2 separate regions of the Mustela erminea genome follow, and region 2 is linked to region 1. The links are chromatin contacts, called in public Hi-C maps. All regions are on one chromosome and are shown on one strand. Each heading gives the region's core, a stretch centred on a gene start, on an enhancer-like site or on the middle of the called end of the contact. The rest is flanking DNA. Distances are from core to core; before and after follow the strand shown.

Region 1 (3,196 bases), core at 280-2,779:
CGCGGCGCCCGCTCCCGGCTGCGGCACCCGCTGGAGGACACACGGGCGGGGGCGGGGAGGTGGCTTGGGTGCCCCTCTCCCGGACTGCCCGAGCCGCCCCAGGGGTCGAGTCCGGACGCGAGGGGCCCGACTCGACAGTTTCGAGTGCCTTCGTCCCAGTCACGCAGCCCTTCCCGCCCCCGAGCTCCAGTAATTTTCCCTTTTCCTCCTCTGACCGGTCGGAGCGGCTGCCGGCGCGTCCTCGCGCGAAGGCCGGCGCGGAGAGCCCCCTGCCGGCCACGCTGCTCCTAGGCCGTGTCCCCGTCCGGGTGGAGCTCTCCGGTGGCCGGCCTCAACCTCCCCATTTGGAACCCGGAGCCATCCAGACGCTTCCTGGGGCCTTGCGTGGCCAACCAAGATAATAAATGTAAAGCGCCAAGCGCAACGGTACCCCGCAGCGTGCTTTGTAGAGATGTTAATTTTGTGTTTTCTACCCATCCCCACCCCCTCTTCCAGTTGCCTGCAGACCACCTCTTCTCCTGGCTCTGCTTTCCGAAAACCCGATCTCCTTTAGCGGGACTGTGGGGAGGAAGGGTGGTAGAGAAAAACTGAGAGGGTCGGCGACAGCTTTCCCAAGATTGGAAAGGGGTCAGAAGTCAGCGGAATCCCCTTTGTGGGGAACTGCTGACCCACTCTCTCTAGAAACGCCAGGACGTCGGGGAGTAACTGCCTGTCTCATCTGAGAGTGATCTGGGGCATCCGCGGGCCTCTGCCAAGATGCCTACCCTCAAGATGGCCAGGATTCCAGGGAACATGGAGAAGGAAGTAAGAGGGAATGATGGAAAAGCCCAGATCACCACTGAGATGCAGTACCCCCTGCTTCTCTTCCGTTGGAGCTGGAGTCTGATTTAATTTAAAGAAAATCACGAGACATACCTGTTTGTGGCCTCATCTAGATATTGGCTATGTTCCTGTCTTTTTCTTGGCCTCACCAACCCAAAACATGCCTTAAAACCTCACTGTGATGGAAGAGAAGTGCTTTATCTGCTCAGTTGGCCAGCTCCCTCCATGCAGGGGAGAGTCTGGGGCTGGACAGACAGAAGTGCCGGAGCTGGAGCTCCCAGGAGAGAGCAGCTTTGGGAGGGATGGAGGGCAGATGGTGGCCAGGTGTGGGCAGAGGTGCTCAGTGCTGAGGCAGGGTGAGCAGTGGGCCCCAAGTGTCTGTAATCCCTGTTTTGTGGGAGCCTAGGATTAGAAGGGAAGAAAGAGGAAGATGCACTGACATTGCTGGGGATGCTGCCGGTGCTAGAGGGGGCCTGGGGTTCATGCTCTGCTTTTTCTTCCCCTTTTATTGCTCTCTCTAAATCTGACAAACCCTTTGGATCTCGGAGCCTGGAGGGGCCTGGAGGAGCCGGTGCCCTGGGGGGATGAAAGGGCAGGGATGTAATGGGTTTACCCCAGTGCTGATCCCAGAGAAGCCTGCAGAAGATTAAGATTTGCTCCCTGAGCTTGAAATCTCCCTGCTACCCCCTGACCACATCAAAGCGCATGGCCGTAGGGGGCACCTAATCCCATCAATGGAATCAAAGCTGGACTAGAAAAGAGATTCTGCGGAGTTTGTGGCAGCTCACTAGACAAAGTTAGATGCTGGGCTCTGGCCTCCTCCACTGGGAGTGACATCCCCCAAAAGATCCAGAGCCAGTCCACAAGCAGACAGGGGCTGTCCTTGAGGGGGCCACAGTGGGAAGGTCAACCCCAAGGACTAGAGAAGCTGGGCACTGGGCTGGGGCTGGTCTGCATCTCACAGTTCCTCCAAGCTGTACTTTGAGCCAAGTGCTTTCACCGTGACACACCCGTGTCCCCAAGCACAGCGCTCCTGTGTGTGACAGGTAGAAAAAAAATGTGATGTGTATTTTTCAATGTCAATGTCATGAATATCGTCACAATGATGGAAAAAAATGGTTAGTGAGAAGGTTCACAGCCAAGTATTAAGTCTCTACTATTAGAAAAGGTATTCCGAGGGGCACCAGGGTGGCTCAGTTGTTAAGCGACTGCCTTTGGCTCAGGTCATGATCCCCCGGTCCTGGGATCGAGTCCTGCATCGGGCTCCCTGCTCAGTGGGAATCCTGCTTCTCCTTCTCCCACTCTGCCTGCTTGTGTTCCCTCTCTGGCTGTCTCTCTCTCTCTCTCTCATCAATAAATAAGTATGCTGATATGGCCAAAATGGGGACAGTAAGTTAGAAAGACATACCTTCCAACCATCTTTATAGAAACATTGTCTAAGGGCAGTGACTTTCAAACTTCTAGTCATGCCCCATGGTAGGAAATATCTGTACCTATTTATGTATATAAAATGTCTCATGAAACAATTCTTATGCACATGACAGTTTTCTTGTCCTAGCCCATTCTGTTCCCCTCCCCCCAAAAATGCTACTCGCAAGCTGTTAAAATGGCTTTGACTATCCACTCATGTACCTCCGGCAATTTGAAAACTACCGCCTTCAAGAATGTGCCCAGATGAGCTAGCTCTCAGTGAGAAATTTCTAGGTGCCAAGACCCTTGGCTTCTCCTTAGGTTCTCACACTGACCCTTAGATGGGTATTATCATTGCCCACATTTTGTAGATGGCATTATGTGCCAGGGTCGCCACAGTGAAGTACAGGCCTGAGAGCAGCCCCTCTCTGCCCAGTTCCTTCCTGGTATGGTGCACCTTCCATCAGCTGCTCTGGGGAAGCAGCTCAGAAAAGCCCAGCAGCCAGGGTCATTCATGCTACCTTTGCTCTTCTCCCACGGTAGTCTGTCTCTCCAAGACTGCTCCGTGCTTCTGCTCTTTTTGCACCCCCTCCCCCACAGATGACCCCTCGGAGTCAGGCTCTTTAGCAAGCCAGCCTCAGAGCCCTTAAGGGGTGGGGGGAGGGGAGGGTGTGATGCGACACCGACATTCTTAAGGTCCCAGACACTCTGACAGACTCCTGCCCACATCCATCTCCGTGGCTGGGAGGACAAAATCTTACAGAGCTGGAGACACTGACCTTGTTCTCTCCTCCCTCCCCCATTCTAGATTCTTCCCTAGGACTTCCTCGGCTCCCTATTTTAAACTGCAGCCCCCTTCCCCACCACATCTTATCCCCCAACCTCCCTTTTTTACCTTCCCATAGCCCCTTCCCCTCTAAAGTGCCACATATTTTGCTCATTTGAGTATCTATTCTGTCTCCCT
Region 2 (3,196 bases), core at 247-2,746, 220 kb before region 1:
ATGTAGGCAGAGAGGCAGGCAGAGAACAGGGGAAGCAGGCTGTCTGCTGAGCAGAGAGCCTGATGGCGGGGCTCCATCCCAGGACTCCAGGATCGTGACTCGAGCCGAAGGCAGAGGCTCAACCCACTGAGCCACTCAGGTGCCCCAGGAAAAATTTTTATTTAAAATTATAAATTGAGTGTAGTTGACACAATGTGAACATCAGTTTCAGGTGTACAACACAGCCCATTCAACAACTCCATATGTTAGCTGCGCTCACCACAAGTGTAGCTCCCATCTGTCATCATACAAGTCCACTACAGTATCACTGACTATATTTCCTATACTGTAGCTTCTGTCCCCATAATTTATTCATTCCATGACTGTAAGCCTGGGTCTCCCACTGACCTTCAACTGTTCTGCCCATTCCTCCTGTACACTATGTTTTCAAATGTCTTATGGGTGACATTTTTTGAGGGAGATGAAGGAATAACCTGTCTAATGTCCCAAAAGATTGTCCTCGTGAGCAGGAATCCCCGTTTCTAACTTTCCTGCTACTTCATTGTTAAAATGATTATCACGCCCTGAGCAGGTTTGTTATGGAGAGTTCAGGCAGTCTGGGGGAAGGCAGGGAAGGGTGACTTTGGATTTGTCCCCAAGTCAGGACCTGCCCATCTGCTGCTGCCTTCTAGCCGCAGAGGGTCAGGCTTTGACAAAGGCATTAAAAAAAACAGGGCGCCTGGGTGGCTCAGTGGATTAAACCGCTGCCTTGGGCTCAGATCATGATCTCAGGGTTCTGGGATCGAGTCCTGCATCAGGCTCTGCTCAGCAAGAAGCCTGCTTCCTCCTTTCTTCTCTGCCTGCCTCTATGCCTACTTGTGATCTCTCTCTGTCAAATACATAAATAAAATCTTTAAAAAACAAAACAAAACAAAAACCAGGAAACCAGAATAAGCTACTGTGACAGCACAGAATGTTCAGGGTTATGGAGACTGTCGTATGGTGTGTGCACATTGTTTTCATCATCTGTCCTGATTTCTAATCCATTACCTTTATAAGAACTATCATAATTTAGGGTGGAGAATCCCCGGGCACATCCATTTGTGGGTCGGTTATGGTCCCATTCCAGCCTGAGTTCTACAAACACCTATGATGGAGAGTGAACTGAGGTTGGAGCTCAAATGCATTCAAACTTTTGAGAACTGAGCTTTGTAGACTTAGCAGGTAGACTCGGGTGATTGAATGACCTAACAGGAATTCGAGGTTCGGTGGCCGAAGCACACCCAGCGTGGTGGGGTAGGGATCCCTGCCGGCACCGCAGACCCAGCTAGCCATCAGCTGGGACGGGCACCGGCCGGAGCGACGAAAATCCGATCCCGGGACCCGTAGGTAGGAGGCTGAGGCTGTCGCGCGCGCCCCGCCTCTCCCGCGCCGCCCCGCCCCTGGCTTCCTCGTGACCTGGGTCCCGCCCCCCTCGGCCGCAGCACCCCCGGCTGATTGGCCCCTCCGCGGCGTATCCTCGGGCTGGCAGCCAGGCGGGCGCGTCACGTGGCCGAGCAGCGTCCAGGGCGCCGAGCCGCGGGCCGCCAGGCATGGACCGTCAGGCCGCCGGAGCCCGGGGGCCGGGGGCTGCTGAGCCGCCTCGGGGTCCGCCAGTGCCGAGCGCGCGGGAGTCGCCCCCCAGCCCGGGGGTGAGCGCGGCCGCCGGCAGCAGCGCGGGGCGGGAAGTTGCGGGGCTCGCTGGCCGGGCGAGGCGGGGCGAGGCGGGGCGAGGCGAGGCGAGGCGAGGCGGGGCGGGGGCCGTGGGGCCGGAGGAACGCCGTTTGGGCGCGCGCTGGCGCTGGAAACTGCCGGGCTGCGGCTGCCTAGGGCGTGGGAGGCGGCGGGGGAAGGCGAGCGGGGCGGGGGGGGGCGGGGGGGGCGGGGGGCGGGCCGGCCATCGCGGGGGCGCCTCTGCTTACTCGCTGAATGGGAGGTGATGCTGATGGCCAAGAACTGGGGGCCGCTGCCGGGGGCCTGGGCCGGGGCCAGGTGAGGGCTGCGAGCAGCGCGCTGTCCCCACTGGACTTGGGACCATGGGTGGGGATGCACGGCTCAACCTGAGCACCACATGACGTCTGAGGCGCGCTCTCCTTTTCTGTTTGCTGAAACCCAAGGCCCGGCTTGACGCAGGGGTTCCAGAAACTTGTTTTCATTTGCGCGCCAGACAGCTCCTGCTGTTTCAAAAGACCGTTATTACTGTCATCACCTGTCCCTGTTTACAGTCAGTCAGTCCTGCTGGATGGTGAGCTCCGTGAGGGTAGGAACCCTCTGCTGAGTGCTGTTAACCCGGCGCCTAGTGTCCTGCCGTGCCACGATAGACGCGGCTATTAATGGGAGAGAGGACAGGAAGACGCTGCTGTTAATGGGAGAGAGGACAGGAATGCTTGTTTAAGCATCAGAGATGGTACTAAACCCGAGTAAGATAACAAAAATGCAGTGATAGACATACACAAATTACTTTGGAGTGCGCATAGGATGATAGTGATTCCATCAGGATGTAGCAGGAAGGATGCGGGCTTTTCTCTCCAAGGGGACAGGTTGGTGGCGCCTGCAGAGGTGGGGAGCAAATGGGTGGGAGCTTCGGTGGCACAGCCTCAGGGCAAGGGGAGAGGACTATGCTCAACAGGTTGAGGGGTGATGATGGGTTGGTGTGAATGCCATGGCCAATTTTATGTGCCCACGTGGAGGGCTGTTGAAGATTTTTGAGCAGAGTGGTGGTTGATACTGTTAAGGCTGGGCAGGGTGGGTGAGTGGGGAGGGCAGGGACCTACCGCAGTGGTGCACATGAGAGATGCTGCCAGCTGACCTGTAGCCGTGACCAAGGGTTGTCACTGACTACAGGAGGTACAACTTATTCATTAAGGGAGGACTAGGTCATGAGCTAATTGGGGCAGGTGCCAAGTGCACTTTAGAGGTAGGCACAAAGAAGATGGGTTTAAACTCTACTGGTATTCCATTCCTGCAGGGTGTCAGGTGTTGTCATAAGTGTTATCATAAGCCCCTTGCAAGGTCAGAACAGTTATCCCCAATTTCTGGAGAAATTGGGCATGGTGGTTGAGGTTATCTCTCGGAGGTCACACTGAATGAATGGCAGAGCCGGGATTGAAACCAGATCTTTAATATGCGGGCTGTGAACATTTCTTGTTCTGTTTACAAAGCGATCTTGGAGGGGATG

Evidence for each region. A called contact is a pair of places that touch in the nucleus more often than the background predicts.
Region 2: a Hi-C map of skeletal muscle shows a contact between it and region 1, with 7 times the contacts expected there. The contact joins the promoter of COPRS here to the promoter of LOC116576910 in region 1. A contact is called at or near these places in 3 of 3 Hi-C or Micro-C datasets (fibroblasts, skeletal muscle and spleen).

Annotation. Positions count from the first base shown.
Region 1 is chr18:21,187,131-21,190,326 of mMusErm1.Pri, reverse strand. LOC116576910 (protein argonaute 12-like) reads right to left here and starts at 1,529. Exons shown (of 6, transcript XM_032319470.1): 1 at 1,507-1,529; 2 at 1-30. The coding sequence starts at 1,529.
Region 2 is chr18:21,411,354-21,414,549 of mMusErm1.Pri, reverse strand. COPRS (coordinator of PRMT5 and differentiation stimulator) reads left to right here and starts at 1,496. Exons shown (of 5, transcript XM_032321936.1): 1 at 1,496-1,670. The coding sequence starts at 1,572.